Linked DNA regions of Triticum aestivum: region 2 is linked to region 1. The links are chromatin contacts, called in public Hi-C maps. All regions are on one chromosome and are shown on one strand. The core of a region is the stretch at or near the end of the contact, and the rest is flanking DNA. Distances in the headings are between cores, read along the strand shown.

Region 1 (7,442 bases), core at 2,870-5,369:
TTTTGTGGATAACATCATTAAGTTGCATGGCCCCCCAAAACTGATTATCTCTGACAGGGACAGAATATTCACCAGTCAACTTTGGAAAAATATTTTCTCTGCGCTTAATGTGGAATTAAGGTACAGTACTGCTTATCACCCACAAACAGATGGCCAAACAGAACATGTAAATCAGTGTTTGGAGACTTATTTACGATGCATGACTACATCTGCTCCAACCAAGTAGCTATCATGGCTATCTCTAGCAGAATTCTGGTATAATTCAACTTACCATACAGCCATTAAGATGTCCCCATTTCAAGCTCTCTATGGATTTCCCCCACCCCTCATCTCAGAGCTAGCAATACTTGGGCCTGATGATGAAGAAGCACAAGATTTCTTAACTGCCAAGCAACAGATATTGCAACAACTCAAAGATAACTTGGTGGTGGCACAAAACAGGATGAAGAAATATGCAGATACTAAAGAGGGTGGAAAGGAGCTTTCAAGTGGGAGATCCAGTTTATCTAAAGATGGCTCCTTATAGATTGGCTGTGTTTGGGTTCAGAGGAGCACTGAAACTTCAAAACAGATTCTATGGACCATTTTTGGTGCTTCAGAAAGTGGGCAAAGCTGCTTACAAGTTGCAGTTACCACGAGATGTGCAAATCCACCCAGTGTTTCATGTGAGCCAGTTGAAGAAACACATTGGGGACAAATCTATACCTGACCCTAACTTACCACTGGTCAATCCGGATGGGACAATCAAAACAGGTCCTGAGGAAGTGCTGGAGGTTCGTCAAGTTCCACGACAGAACCTGCCAGTTGTACAGTGGCTTATACGGTGGATAAACCTGCCTCCTGAAGATGCAACCTGGGAAGATGTGGACTTCATCAAATACATGTTCCCGGAGTTCTTCAGCACCACTACTCGTGCATGGCGAGCAGCAGCGGCAACGCCGTGAGGACACGTCGACACTCAAGGAGGGAGCAATGCCAGGACTGCAGCGTATGGTGTTACTTCTTCAGTTAGTGCTAGCTGTTATAACAGATAACGATTCAGTAGATGGAGGGTTGAGATCGCGCCTCACTTTACCGTTCGTCGTCGACCGTTAGATGTCTACTGTACCGTTTTAGTTAGTTACTGTTACTTTCCACCTATTGCCGGGAGCGCTTGCCACCTATAAAGGCAGCCGGGTTGTGGCTGGCCAAAGTATCGAATCTTCCATTGAATTTGCCGTGATGGCTAAGTAAACATACAGCTAATACAAACACCTCCCAGATCTGGGCGAGTTTTCCCCATTTCTTCCCTCAAATCCCTAGTCTGTGATCTGAATTATAGTTCGGTCCTGACACAAGGCCGTGCATGGCCGCCCACCTGGTTTTCCCGACCCAAACTTGATCAAACCATGATTTCTTTTGAAAGTTGATGAGGAAATTGTAAGTTGTTCACCAATCAACGGGTATTGCAATAGCAGGTTGGCAAATAGCACGTACAACCAACAAATTATTAAGCTACGTGCAACAGCAAGTATAACTGATTTTGAGTCAAGTAACAACAGCAGGTTGGAGTGGTAGCATCGGCACATATATTGGCGCTTTTTTTAGCTATTCTTATATGATTAATTTGGGATCGTTCATGTGATCTTCCCACATACTCTAGTAATTTTCATTTTTGTTCCAGCCCCGGTACTGATGTAGCTCCACCAGTGATGAGTTTGACATTGACATATTACACTTTATTGAAAATATATATTTATGAGATAGGTGCATGTCGCCTTCGATGTAAACATCAGGATCCATAATACTACATACATCTCTCCCAGGATCACCACCCTAATCCCTGACTATTCTCAATGTCCATGGTTGTCCGGAGTCCGGATGCTAATTAGTAACAGCTGCTAATTCTTAGAGTTTGGTGAGCTTAATCTGCGAACCGTGTTGGGGTTGTAGAGTGGAGACCGGGCAAGGCGAATGCGTGTAAGATGGTGAGAGCTCAAACATGAAGTGTTGCAGAATCACGCTCAATCCCATCTTGGCCTCAAGCAATGCAAAGTTCTGCCCGACACAAATCCGCGGTCCCCAGCCAAACGGAAAGAACGCCGGCGAGTTCTTGGATGCGCCGGCGATGCCCTCTGCAAACCTCTCCGGCTTGAATTCAACGACATCTTCTCCCCACACATCTGGATCATGGTGAATGCACACAATTGGCAGCGCAAATGTTACGCCGGCTGGATATGTGACGCCTCCCAGCTCTGTTTCTTTATACGCCTCCCGACCAAGTAGCAGAATCGGTGGGTATAGCCTAAGAACCTCATATAGTATCATCGTCACCTGCACCGACAGAGAAGATGGACATGATCAGAGCAACCTCTCGGATGAGAAATTGTATATCAATGGCTCTCCTGTAATTAATTTACTCACGACTTTCAGCCGGTTTATGCCCTCGGAATCCGGCTGGTTCTTTCCAAAGACGCGGAGAACCTCCTCCCTCGCGCGGTCCTGCCACTCGGGATGCATGCTTAGCAGGACCATTGCCCACGTGAGCAGCACCGCGGTTGTCTCCATGCCCGCGAAATAGAAGAGCTTCAGCTCCCCTACTATGTCGTCGGTGGTCATCGTCGGCATGGAGCTTCCGGCTTCCTGGCTTTCTTCTATGTTGGACTCCATCATCACGCCTAGTAGATCGTCGTTGTCGGCATGGCCATCCTTCATCGCCCTCTCCCTCTTCGTGATTACGCCTTTCAGGAGTAGTTCGACCTCCCGGGCATTTGCCTTCATCCTTGTATTGAGCTTTGTTGGCAGGAACCTGCATAGGAATGTTATCAAATTGCAGGCCACTATGTTTTGTGATTCAGGCCAGCATCCTCTCTATTCTGTGGACTGGACTGAGTGGATATCTATTTATTTGCAGAGGCCTGAACAACACAAACAATATGTATCTATTTCAGATATCTGTACCGGACTACTGGTTGTGAGCATATTGTTCTGATGCGCGATGCTAGAAATTAATATGGAGATGCACAAGCGTAATTGCATTGGCTGGAAGTATGAGCTCACCTGTAACCGGGGATGTACATCACGTTTGCCATCTTGACAGCATTTTGCGCCTGCTCTGACTGCAACTGGAAGATCTTTCTCCCTTCACCGAAGCTGCTCCCGAACGCTACTCGGGAGATGACGTCCCCTGTGAGGTTCTGAAACTCTGGCCACACATCTATCTCCTGCACATCACTTTGCCCCATGGAGTCTCCCCATCTTCGCACAAGTTCACTAGAACACTCTGCGAAAGCCGGTAACATCCTCTGCAAAATTCAATCCCAATTAGCCTGCAAAGTATATGCGTGTGGGTTGATGAGTTCAGTCAGGTGGGAGACATGGTTGGCATGCACCTTGAGCTTCTCGAGATGGAAGGCGTGGTTGATGATCCTCCGGTGGGCGACCCACTTGTCGCCCTGGTGGGTCGTCAGGCCGTTGGCCAAGAGCCGCTCGATCCGAAGGATAGACCTCTGCTTCCCGAACTGGCCCTGCTTGTTCGACAGGATCTCCCGGAACAGCTGAGGATCGCTCACCACCACCCTCGGCTCCGGGCCGAACCATGTCAGAGCAACTTTGCCTGCAAAAATCCCGGCGATCTCTCATGTACTTTGCCAAAATTACGGTGATCAATCACCGCATGGCGTACAGGAGCCTAATTGAGAGGGGATGCTAGTCAATTACCGTGTTGCTTGATGATGGCATGGTCGAACGGCACCGCGCGGGCGGCGACGGCGTGCAAGGACAGCGGCATGGGCTGGGAGCACGCCGCCGCGATGAGCCGCACGTACTCCTTCATGTCGCCGGAGGGGAAGCGGTACTGCGTGCCGCTGACGCCCTGGGACCGCAGGGCCCGGGCCAGCCTCCGCGGGCGGAGCCAGGCGCCGGTCAGCGCCCGGCCGGCGCACCACAGCGCGGCCAGCAGGGCACCGAGAGCGCAGAGCAAGCTCCATGGTGGTGAGCCAAGAGTGTCCATGTTGTGTGTTGTGAGAGTGCGATGAATGAACCCGTCTCTCTCGCTCAGTCTTTGTATATGGGCAGCTCCAAAAATGGTGTCTGTGCACCGGCGGGACACGGCAGGTGAGAAGACTAAGATGAGACTTGGGTGGCGGGTTGATTTTTCTGGGCCTGCTAGCTGCAGGTGGACAAGTTGTCGGGCAAAAGTATGCTGGAATGGATCAACCTTATCTTAGCCGGAGCCGTCGGCTGATTTGATTGATGGTGTCTCTCTCATCGCGCCGCCCGGGCACGGCGGACGGAGCCAAAGGCCATGAGCACGACGTGGAAGTCCACGTGCAGTGCACGCACGCACGCCGCCGTGAACTCTCGGGATCCGCCCGCCATCGTACACGTGCGCTCGAGGCTAAAAGTCCGTTCAACGGCTGCGCCGATTTCCATCGCTTATTCGGCCCTTTTCGTTGTCAGACGGCGCGGCATAGGCAAAGCACGTTTCCTCCCTACGGAGGCTTCCAAAATGGCGTGCTGAAAATCAAAAAAAAAAATCATGAATTTTAAAATAATTGAATGAAGTCAAAAGTGTTCATGAATTTCAAAAATCGATCACGGATTTAGAAAACATTCATGAAATTCGAAAATGTATCCGCACAACTGAAAAAATGCTCGTGGGTCAAAAAATAATTGCGAATTTGACAAAATGTTCACAAAGCTTCCATGATTTTATAAAATGTTTCCAAATCCTAAAAATGTTCATAAAATCCAAAAACTGTTCATCAATTTTAAAATGTTCATAAAATTCAAAAAATGTTTGCAAAGTGTTCACCGATTTAAGAAAATATTAGCGCATATATAAATACGTTCGTGATTCAATAGATATTTGTGAATTTGAAAAATCAAAAATAAAAGTAGAAAAATATATATATTCTAGGGCTTCTTGCATGACTTCCTGTGTGCCATATTCTTTGTATTTAGGCCGCCCCATCATGTTAGGGGTTGCCTTTTTTTAAAATGAACCGTGTTGTAGAGACCTTGCCGTGCAGTCGGGTCTTGTACCGTGCTGTAGAGACCTTGCCTATATACGAGCAACATGCAGTGGCAATAACAGGGCAGTAGATGTCCTCGTCGGCAGTGACGGCGACAACCCTTCTCCCGTTGAGGCCGTCGCGAGGGTGGGCGCTCATCCTCTTGCCCGGTCCCGATGGGGAGGAGGAGAAGGGAGGCGACCCGCGAGCTTCCAGCGCTCGTCCTACCGAGTGCCAAGGGGGTGGGGAGGAAACAATGGGCGATGTGAGGTCGAGGATGGGGGTTAGGGCGAACTCTAGCGACGACGGCGGCGCGACGGCAGCGGGTGTGCGGGCGGCTAGGTTTTGGAGAGGGGGAAGGGGGGAGAGTGGTGAGACGGATAAATAGGACGGTAATCTTAGGTGTCCCAAATTGTGGGTGGGAGCGATTTCGGCCAGCGCATGGTTGTTTAGGCGTCCATGGTGTATGAATATTTTTCAGAGGCGGTTGTCTGGCGTCTCGATGAAGTTACAAACCTACCCCGGTTTAGACCTCTGGACATTGGGCCGATAGGTTTCATGGGTCAGAGTTTGGACAGTAATTTCCTTCCACCAAACATTGGTATCGCGCGGTTTCGGGTGACGAGAGGCTCTTTTGGCGCCTCGTTCCATATTTGGGGGCAGAAGCATTCATGTTTAGAGTATTCTTAAACTTTTAGGATCGACCTAAATAAACCTCGTTAAATTTGACCTTGTCTGTTTGAAAACCTCATTAAATTCGCTTCTTTTGAATTATTATTTTCGAAACGGAGGCAAAAGATTTGCCTCATCGATTAATTAAGAAGAAGAGAATTGCCCGGTTAATTAACGGAAAACCGGGCGTAAACTGATACATATAGATCACATGCGGACTACTCGCTAAGAAAGAAACTCCATGACCTCACGGTCAACCCGACAAACATACATAACACGCAACAACCACAAACCCTGGCACTTCTATGTCGCAAAGAAACCCTCAACAAAATCAATGTTGAATACATCAGACGCCAAGAAATCCACGGAGACGAGCCACTCGGAGATGGAGAACGAAGAGACTGAGTATCCTCCATTAAGCAGCCGCAGACACCATATCAATGGCGCCACTCTTCTTGCCTATGCTCCTGTGAGCCTTCTTCAACTTCTTTATTTTGCCTGTAGAAACCTCATCCACTAGGAGGCAAGCAATCACATTGCGAGACCCAGGACAAGTTGCCTCCAAGGAGGCGAGCAAACGGTCAAGCTTTTTCACAAAGACCACCTCGTCAATACGTGCCAACATAGCGTCACGGTCAAAGATGGGCGACCGAATGGGCTTCAGCGCCTCAGAAGTAGCTGCCAAAGCACCTATGTCATCAACCTCGGCACCCACGGATGCCACCTGGGCAACAACCTCAGGTGAGAGAGCAATAGCAACGTCCTAACCTCCATCCTCCACATAGACGAGTGGCTGACTGGGCTCCAACGACAACAGTGAGGTCGCAGTCGGCATCGCCAAGTCCCCTCCAAGCGACCCCATCTCCTTAGGAAGCACCATCGAAATAGGCGAAGTGGGCTCCCCACAAAGCTTCTGCAGCTCAGGCATAATCTGCAACACCGGAACCACGACCTCGACGACCGCTTCACTCCCAGAAGCAATCGACACAATGGGCAACGGCAACTGACAAGATGTAGCACGAGGGGAGAGATCTCCATACATGCCTACTTCCCCATCGGCAGAACCAACCAGGATCTCAGGGGACGGGGACAAATCAGGGGCAACCCCAATCTGAAGCTCAAGCAGCGAAGACACATCCGGCACCACCTCAAGTTTGGCGAGAGCGGCCTCCGCTCTCACCAAAACACTCCCGACTCGCGCAACGCAGTCACGAGCATGTTTGCTAGTATGACCTATGTAGCATCTACTCCTTGCGTCGTCCTCTGGGCGACTCGGGCGGCGATCTGATCCCCTTTTCCCACCCATCCTTCTCGTGCGTCCTCTCCTCGCCGCCGCCGGTCAGCGCCGTCGGGCTTGCCCGTGTGGTCGACGGCGGCGGCGGGGCTCCATACCCGTGGCGTTTAGGCAGTATTTGGCGGCGTACGAGCAACGATTGGACGCCATGAAGGTGGAAATTGCAGCGACGACGAGGGATTTTGGTTGGGTGGCGGCCTCGCAGCAACGGGTGCACGTCTTTCCTTCCCTTCCCTAGCAGTCAGGAGCATCAAGTGGCAGGGGTGCAGGCGGGCATGAGGTCCATGAACCAACCTATGGAGCACTCTCATGCCATATCGGCGATGCTCCTGGGGTGTCTCTTTGGCGCAAGGGCGCGGCGTGCTACGGTGTAGGCCAAGCGACGGATGTCGTGCCTGTCGCCCACGCTGTGCCTTCGAAGGTGGTGGCCATGGTGGTCGTCCACTCCGGCAAAAGGCCGAAGGCACCATGGACCTGGCTAG
Region 2 (6,863 bases), core at 408-2,907, 150 kb after region 1:
CACCTAGGGACCAGGTGGCACTGTCGGTAGATGGGGCGTTTTTGGAGAGTGATGGTATGGTGGCGCCTGGTATGATAGTATGACACCATGATGGAACGATCATCTTTGGTGCTTATAGATTTCTGTTACATTGTAATGATGCACTGAAAGCAAAGAACTGTGCAGCTACATAGACGGCCCCCATGTATTATGTACTGAGGAATTCTTGCCTATTGACTGTAACTCTATAATCCTGGAATAAAACACTATTACCTTCGCAAAAGAAGAGAATAACAATAGTTGACTACTGATCGATCTTCTCGCCAAGCGGAAAAAGAGAAAAGAAATTCAGGTATGATAGCTCTTGTAAGATTGAACTCCAGAATGATGAAAGCCCTGCGGAAACACTGCTAACCTCACTACTTTGCTATCTGTAATATTGGAAGTAATATCCAATATCACTATGCTTTGGATCGCCGCCACATGCACACAGGTTATGGTCTTATCCAGAAAAAGGTTTCAGGTACTAACAAACATACGTGTTGTGGTCTTATCCAGAAAAAGGTTTCGATAGCTAATCAATGAACACAGCAATAATTAACCACTGATTTTCTAGGGAAAGAGAAAGAAAAGCCCTACTGATTTGCTTGCCCGTGTAAGATCTCCAGAATGATGAAAGCCCTGCAAACACACTCTAGAATGACCTGCACTAAAACACCCATCACAGGCCATCTATATACACAAATAAGCCTCCAAACCCCGCAGAGAGATTAACCAAATTTTGAAATTTTAACAGGTTATTAACAAGAGTGGTGGAATTCAGGTATCAGCTCAAGTATCTCGGGAATGGCAAATCCGTACAAATCTCATTCGTCTGTTGGCGAGACATCAAGGGTATACAAATCAAATAAAGAGCATCAAAAAAAAATTTAGACAAGATGATGCGACCTTCGCAGTCGATCCACAAACCCACGTAGATCAACTAAAATCTGAACTTTTTAACAGGCCTGAAGAGCGGAACAAAGAAAATCAGCACGGGCAATCTTGGGATTGGCGAATCCACATGAATCTCATATCAAACCAAGCAAGTGCTTTGAGCGTCACAAAACACTATCAGAAACAAAAATACAGCAACCTTTGTAGCCAATCAACAAAACCACATTTAATCCAATCCACCACACATCATGGGTACATCAAACAAGGCAAATTTATTGAGCATCACAAAAACACTCCCAGGTTTCAGGTGTTGCGGCCTTCTGCAGCTGCCATGCATTCGCTGACGTTCGAGCAGTTAGCACTATATGTTACAGACTTATAGGTAGAACAGTCTATAATGACCCCCAAACAGAAGCAAGGAGCATCGCCATTTTGGCAAAACCACAATATAGAACTAACTTCATCATGGCGGCCTGCAAGCTACAAATATAGTGTCTACTGGAGAGAGTAAACGTTTCTGATAATTGTGCTAGGCTGTTTCACAACACTCACGCAAAAGGAGGCGATTTACATGTTGTTTCAGTTATCTAACACGCCTTCAGTAGGCTTGTGATCGATTTGAAAAAGGAAAACGTTTGGATACGGACGCCCCGGCTCACTCGCCCGCGCAGCCACGTGCCTTGGCCCACGCGCTGCCTCTTCCTTTTCCCTATCTCTTTGCACCGACTGTTTTGGGCCACACAAATCTTATCTCCAGAACATCGCTGTCTTTACTCTTTCTTCTACCTTTGCCATCCCCAATCGCTCTAGCCTAGCCTCCACCCTGCGAGCTTTTGCTTCCATCCTTTCCTCCCATGGCAACAAAACTACCATGAGGCTGCTACAAGGACGCGTCGCTGGTCGTCGATTGCACGATGACGCTCGCCGCCAATCTCCTCTCGGTCTTGGTGGCTAGACCTCGATGTTGCTACAACCGCAATCTCGTCGACGGCGTGGGATGTGCTACAACCATGGCGAGACGGTGATGCGACCGGCGTCACGTGCTACTACGACTGAGACGACGTGGTACTACAACCGTCATGCACTCGTGTTGGAACCGGCATGCGGGGATGCTGGAACCGAGGCGTGTAACCCCGGCGTGCGCCCGCGCTAGAACTAGCACATGGTGATGCTTCTACCGGCCAGGTGGTCTGGTGGAACTAGCTATCTGGTGTGTTGGAACCGGCAACAAAAAATGATACAACCAGCGTCACCCAAAGCTTCAATCGAAGGCAACAAATTTTTGGGGTGTTGGCACTGCGCAAACACGAAAGCTTCAACGGGCGACTAGAAAAGCTTCAACCAGAGACGAAAAAAGTTTCAACAATAGACGATGGAAGTTATGGATGACGACGAAGCTGCAATTGTTGATGAAAAAAGCTACATCCGACAATAAAAAAAGCTTCAACCATTCATGTCTCGGCTTAACCCGCGACGGCGGCGATGACATTTTTGCTGCATCCGCCGTCGAGTTTTGCTACAACCAGCGTTGACATATGCTGCAACCATTCATGACGATGACCCCGACCTGTGATGGCAGGGACGATGTTTTGCTGCATCTGCTGTCGTTTTTCGCTTATGACTGGCGTCGATGATTACTTCGACGGGGCTCGTCATGGGAGGTGGAGCTGCAAGGCTACAAGACAAGTTCTTCCTACGGGGACAGATCAAGTACAACGACAGCCTCCAACAACCACCTTGAGTGTGGGCGCGGCGAGCTCGGCAACGGGTCGTGCACCGTGATTTGCTACGACAGGCGAGCACCTGAGGTGTTACAAGCTGCAGGACACAAGGTACTTTTCAGGCGGCGTCTGCCATGCGCGTGGGAAGGAAGCTTCGCTGGGGAGGTGGGGAATCGTTTTCAGACGGGGGAAGAAGATAAGATCAGAACGATTCAGATGGTGCCAATCCGACGGCTGCTAGGCGACCGGCCGAACATTGGGCCGGTGCGCCGGCGCCTAGTGCTGCCCTTTGAAAAAGCTCAGCAGCCACAACTGATCATTATTTCTTCGTTTCGGTGCCGCCACGTCAGGCCACTGAAGCTGGGTGTATCAATATGGCCACGGTGGATAAGCTCCAGGGTACGGCGCTGCATAAGATTCACCTGATTAGACTCATGAAAAAGGATGGATTTATCTAAGCTCATCAAGATCTTACCAGGTGAATAAGGGGATTGTGCTGCTGAAGGTTGTGGGTAGGGTTACCCATATGGCTGTGGCTGGTACGGTTGTTGCCCATATGGCTGCGGTGGGTACGGTTGTCCGTACGCCTGCGGCGTGTAGGGTTGTCCATAACTCCATATGGCTGTGGCGCGTGACTTGTAGGAGGGCGACATGCCTGGTGGGGTATGGCTGTTGAGGAGGCAATGGCACATCAACGCGAACAATGAAACAAAGACCAGTGATCGGTCTCTCACTCACCATTGCTGAAACATCAAAGTGCATGATGAGCTTCACTTCCCCGGCAAACCTGCACAGATTGACCTTGCAGTCCACACCGAAAGAAAATGTCACACCATCAATTGAAAGCCAATCGGTGATAGTCTGCTAGATTAAATAGTACTCTAGCACACCACATCAATTTAAAGCCAAACGGTGAAAACCAATTAGTGAACCTACGTTATGAAATAACTCTAGCACACCACATCAATTCCTAAGTCCTTCTTGGAATAAGGAAGGCCAAGTAGCAAGTTTCAATAAGGATATAAGAAATGGCAACACATTGACATTGGCAAATAGCATTGCAGAAAATTGAATTGCTCAACTTCTAGAACCAGCCCAACAGCCTGAGAGCATCACTCGAAACATATAGGTACGTAGATGCCAAATTGTACTACGAAGGAAATAGGATTCCTGCGGGACAAGTAATGAGTACCACTGTCGCGTACAACTTTATTCATAGGCCGTGCATCAAACAAAGTTAATGGAATATATTCTTGAATCAACACGAGTATCTTATGCGAATCTAGGGTGAAAGAAACAAAAGTAACCACGCAAGGGGGGCATAGAATTTTTGCAAAAATTAGGATGAGTAATGAGGACCGCTAGTGTGTAGAAACATATCATCGGAGGCGCAGCACATCAAACAAAGGTAGAAGAATCTATTCTCAGATTGACCTGAGAATCTTATGCCTCAACATCATTCTCCATGGACGACTCAGGGGACTAGACCAAAGTAGGTGCTAGTAACTTGAATAACAGAGTCATGGCTCTTCTGCAGACCATATCCTGAGGAGAATGTTTTACAACATGAACATAAGCGTTTTTATTCACACTGGCTATAGCACAACAATCTTCAGTTTTATGATCAGGTAAAATCACAACAGAACTTACACATTCAGTGATTCGGGAGCATTGTTTCTCTTGCACCAGAATGCCCATTTACTAGGATAACTGTTAGCTTCAGCAATGGCATGCTCTTGAGCCATAGAATCAATAAGCAGTGCGTTATCACTAGTATCATCATATCCCTCATCCTCGGGGGACTCCCAAGTAGGTGTACCAGAGTTTCTTGGGGAGTAGAAGAGTTCATTACTAGAATCTGGTTTTGTGCTGAGTTTCAAAACTTTGCGAGTTCATTCTATCGGGAAGTCGGCAAAGTTTATATCTGCCGAGTTTGATTCAAAATTGGACTCGGCAATGAAAAACAACTCAGCAGACTTCATATTTTGCCGAGTTCAACGAAAAACGATTTGGCAAACAGAATCTCAAGTACGCCGAGTTCCCGACAAAAAAACACTCGGCAAAGTCTGACAGATGGGCCCTGCTATAGAGCAGGCGACGGAGCTGTGACGGGGGTCTTTCTATACTGAGTTTCTGCTAACGGAGACTCGATAAACATTTTCTCTTTTTCATTTTTTAAAGGAATTCCAGGGGTCACAGTTTGCGAGTTTTGGCTGGACGACACTGGGTAAACATTTTCTCCTTTTCATTTTTTAAAATCGGAATGCCATGGGTCACAACTTTGCTGAGTGGAGGCTCAAGAAAACTTGGGAAACTCTGGCATGTGGGCCATCGAGTCACGTGCAATTGACTGCTGACTGTGGGTCTCGTTATCCCCGGATCCAAAACTCGGCAAACGATGACCCTTCATCTTAAATGGGGAACGAATGAGGACTCGCGCCAAAAAAAACCTCAATCTGACCGGCCGTCACCCTAGCTCCCTCTCCTCCGACGATGGACGGCCGCCGCGCCGCCTCCTCCACTTCTCCCAGCCGCGCTACCGCCTTTCCGTCTCGAAGCCGTCATCGCATCGATTTTTGACTGACGAGTCATCCGCTGCGCAAGTCCCATGTACGCTTTAATGTGAAGACTATTGCATGCCGCTTCTATTGTTAACAATAGTTTGTACTGATTTATATTAAGTTTTTTACTTACTAAAAATCTTCTTATTGTGGTAAGACTTTTACTAGTATAATTTCTATTATGCTTAGTCGACATAGGAGAATACTAAGGTATTATGTAATATTTTTACAACTATTGTTGCAAATGCAGTTATCGTAAATTGACGCCACGTGTTTTCCCCACATATTATGTTTTCATAATATTTAGTTACAGACATTAATAATAAAAACTTTCAATTGTATTCCCGTTGATAGAAAAACAATGAAGATAGAATGCACAACCTTTTGCAGATTAATACGGGTGTTAGATCTATTGTAGTGTATTTATATGTTTTATTGTATACAACATTATATGTTTTTATATGTTTTATTGTCCATATTAGTATCTTTGAATATCTGGACAATGCTCTATTGTATACGACATCAAAAATAAATTTCGATAAATATTCCATGGAGTATATTAATATGTGTAATAGTAATTAGCAAATAGTAGTGTATGAGATGTCTACATGTGTCCTCCCGTAGTTAGAGTTGCTCATTTCTTTATTCATCGACAAATATGTATTTCCAATTTGGGGGATCAATAGTTGGTTGACATTGCAGATTAGATTTGAACTTTGTGTCGAAATTCAATCATTTGTGACATACATGCCAACTGGTTTGGAACACAATATAGTTGATGACGTATGCATAAATTTGGTAACATAATATAAAAATAACCTGGTAAGGTTGACGTTGAGAACATGTTAACAATGCAATGTGGTGTATGCTCTTCCTGCCTATTGGAGGTTCAGAATGCACTGTTCTCCATCAGAGCTTTTCCTCAAGATTTACCGATAAGATGCACCACCGAAACACTCAATCCCTTTTGAAATGAATGTAAGGAAATACTTAGCTTTTCGGCTAGCCATCCCAGGTAAATAGTCATTTTAACACTAGTTTGTTGGGATGCTATGGATACCCGCATCGAGGAATATGTCAAAGTACTCCATGTTGTAAGTTTTTTGAATTTCCCTTGTGATTATGCTCAAAGAGATCCAAATGGCCAACGATACAAGCCTCGCAAAGTTAAATCTTAAATAGGTTCTTCTCACATTTAGTTTGTTTGGCTATTTTCAAAATGGATCTAATGATTTGACTCATTGATTAATTAAGAAAACAAGAATTCCCCAATGAATTAACAAAAAGTAAGGACTAAATCTATACAAACAAACCACATGCGGACTACTCATAAAATATGAAAACCCACGACCGCACAGCCGGCCAAACTAATGCTTCCAAAACGCAACAACCGCAAACTCCACCAAATCTACAATGAGAACCGAAACCATGATGATGGGCCAACAGACTAAAGATCGTCCATCCATATATGCCTTCCAAATGGTGCCACTCTTCCCACCTTTGCTCCTGAGCAACTTCTTCTTCGGGATGTCGGCCCAAGGGCTATCACCCAACTTCTTGCCTTTGCCCCTAATTGCATTCCTCATCAAGAGGCAAGCAATTGTCTTGCCATATCTAGGGCTAGCAACCTACAAGCTACCAAGTAGGTCACAAATCCCTTTCACGA

The links. Hi-C and Micro-C count contacts between places; a contact is called where the count stands out from the background.
Region 2: a contact with region 1 is called in a Hi-C map of leaf, with 2.2 times the contacts expected there. The contact joins the enhancer-like site here to the promoter of LOC123165043 in region 1. A contact is called at or near these places in 2 of 5 Hi-C or Micro-C datasets (both in leaf).

The regions. Positions count from the first base shown.
Region 1 is chr7D:616,738,302-616,745,743 of IWGSC CS RefSeq v2.1, forward strand. LOC123165043 (cytochrome P450 72A14) reads right to left here and starts at 4,120. Exons shown (of 5, transcript XM_044582668.1): 1 at 3,700-4,120; 2 at 3,372-3,595; 3 at 3,040-3,284; 4 at 2,404-2,788; 5 at 1,693-2,313. The coding sequence starts at 3,991. The coding sequence ends at 1,888.
Region 2 is chr7D:616,887,239-616,894,101 of IWGSC CS RefSeq v2.1, forward strand. No RefSeq gene overlaps it. Among protein-coding and RNA genes, the nearest start is that of LOC123164459, 74 kb to the left of the region's middle. Within about 2 kb of position 1,658, at least 7 of the 8 cell types and tissues checked have an H3K27ac peak or open chromatin away from gene starts, as enhancers often do. A contact at or near this core is called in leaf, where this site is marked.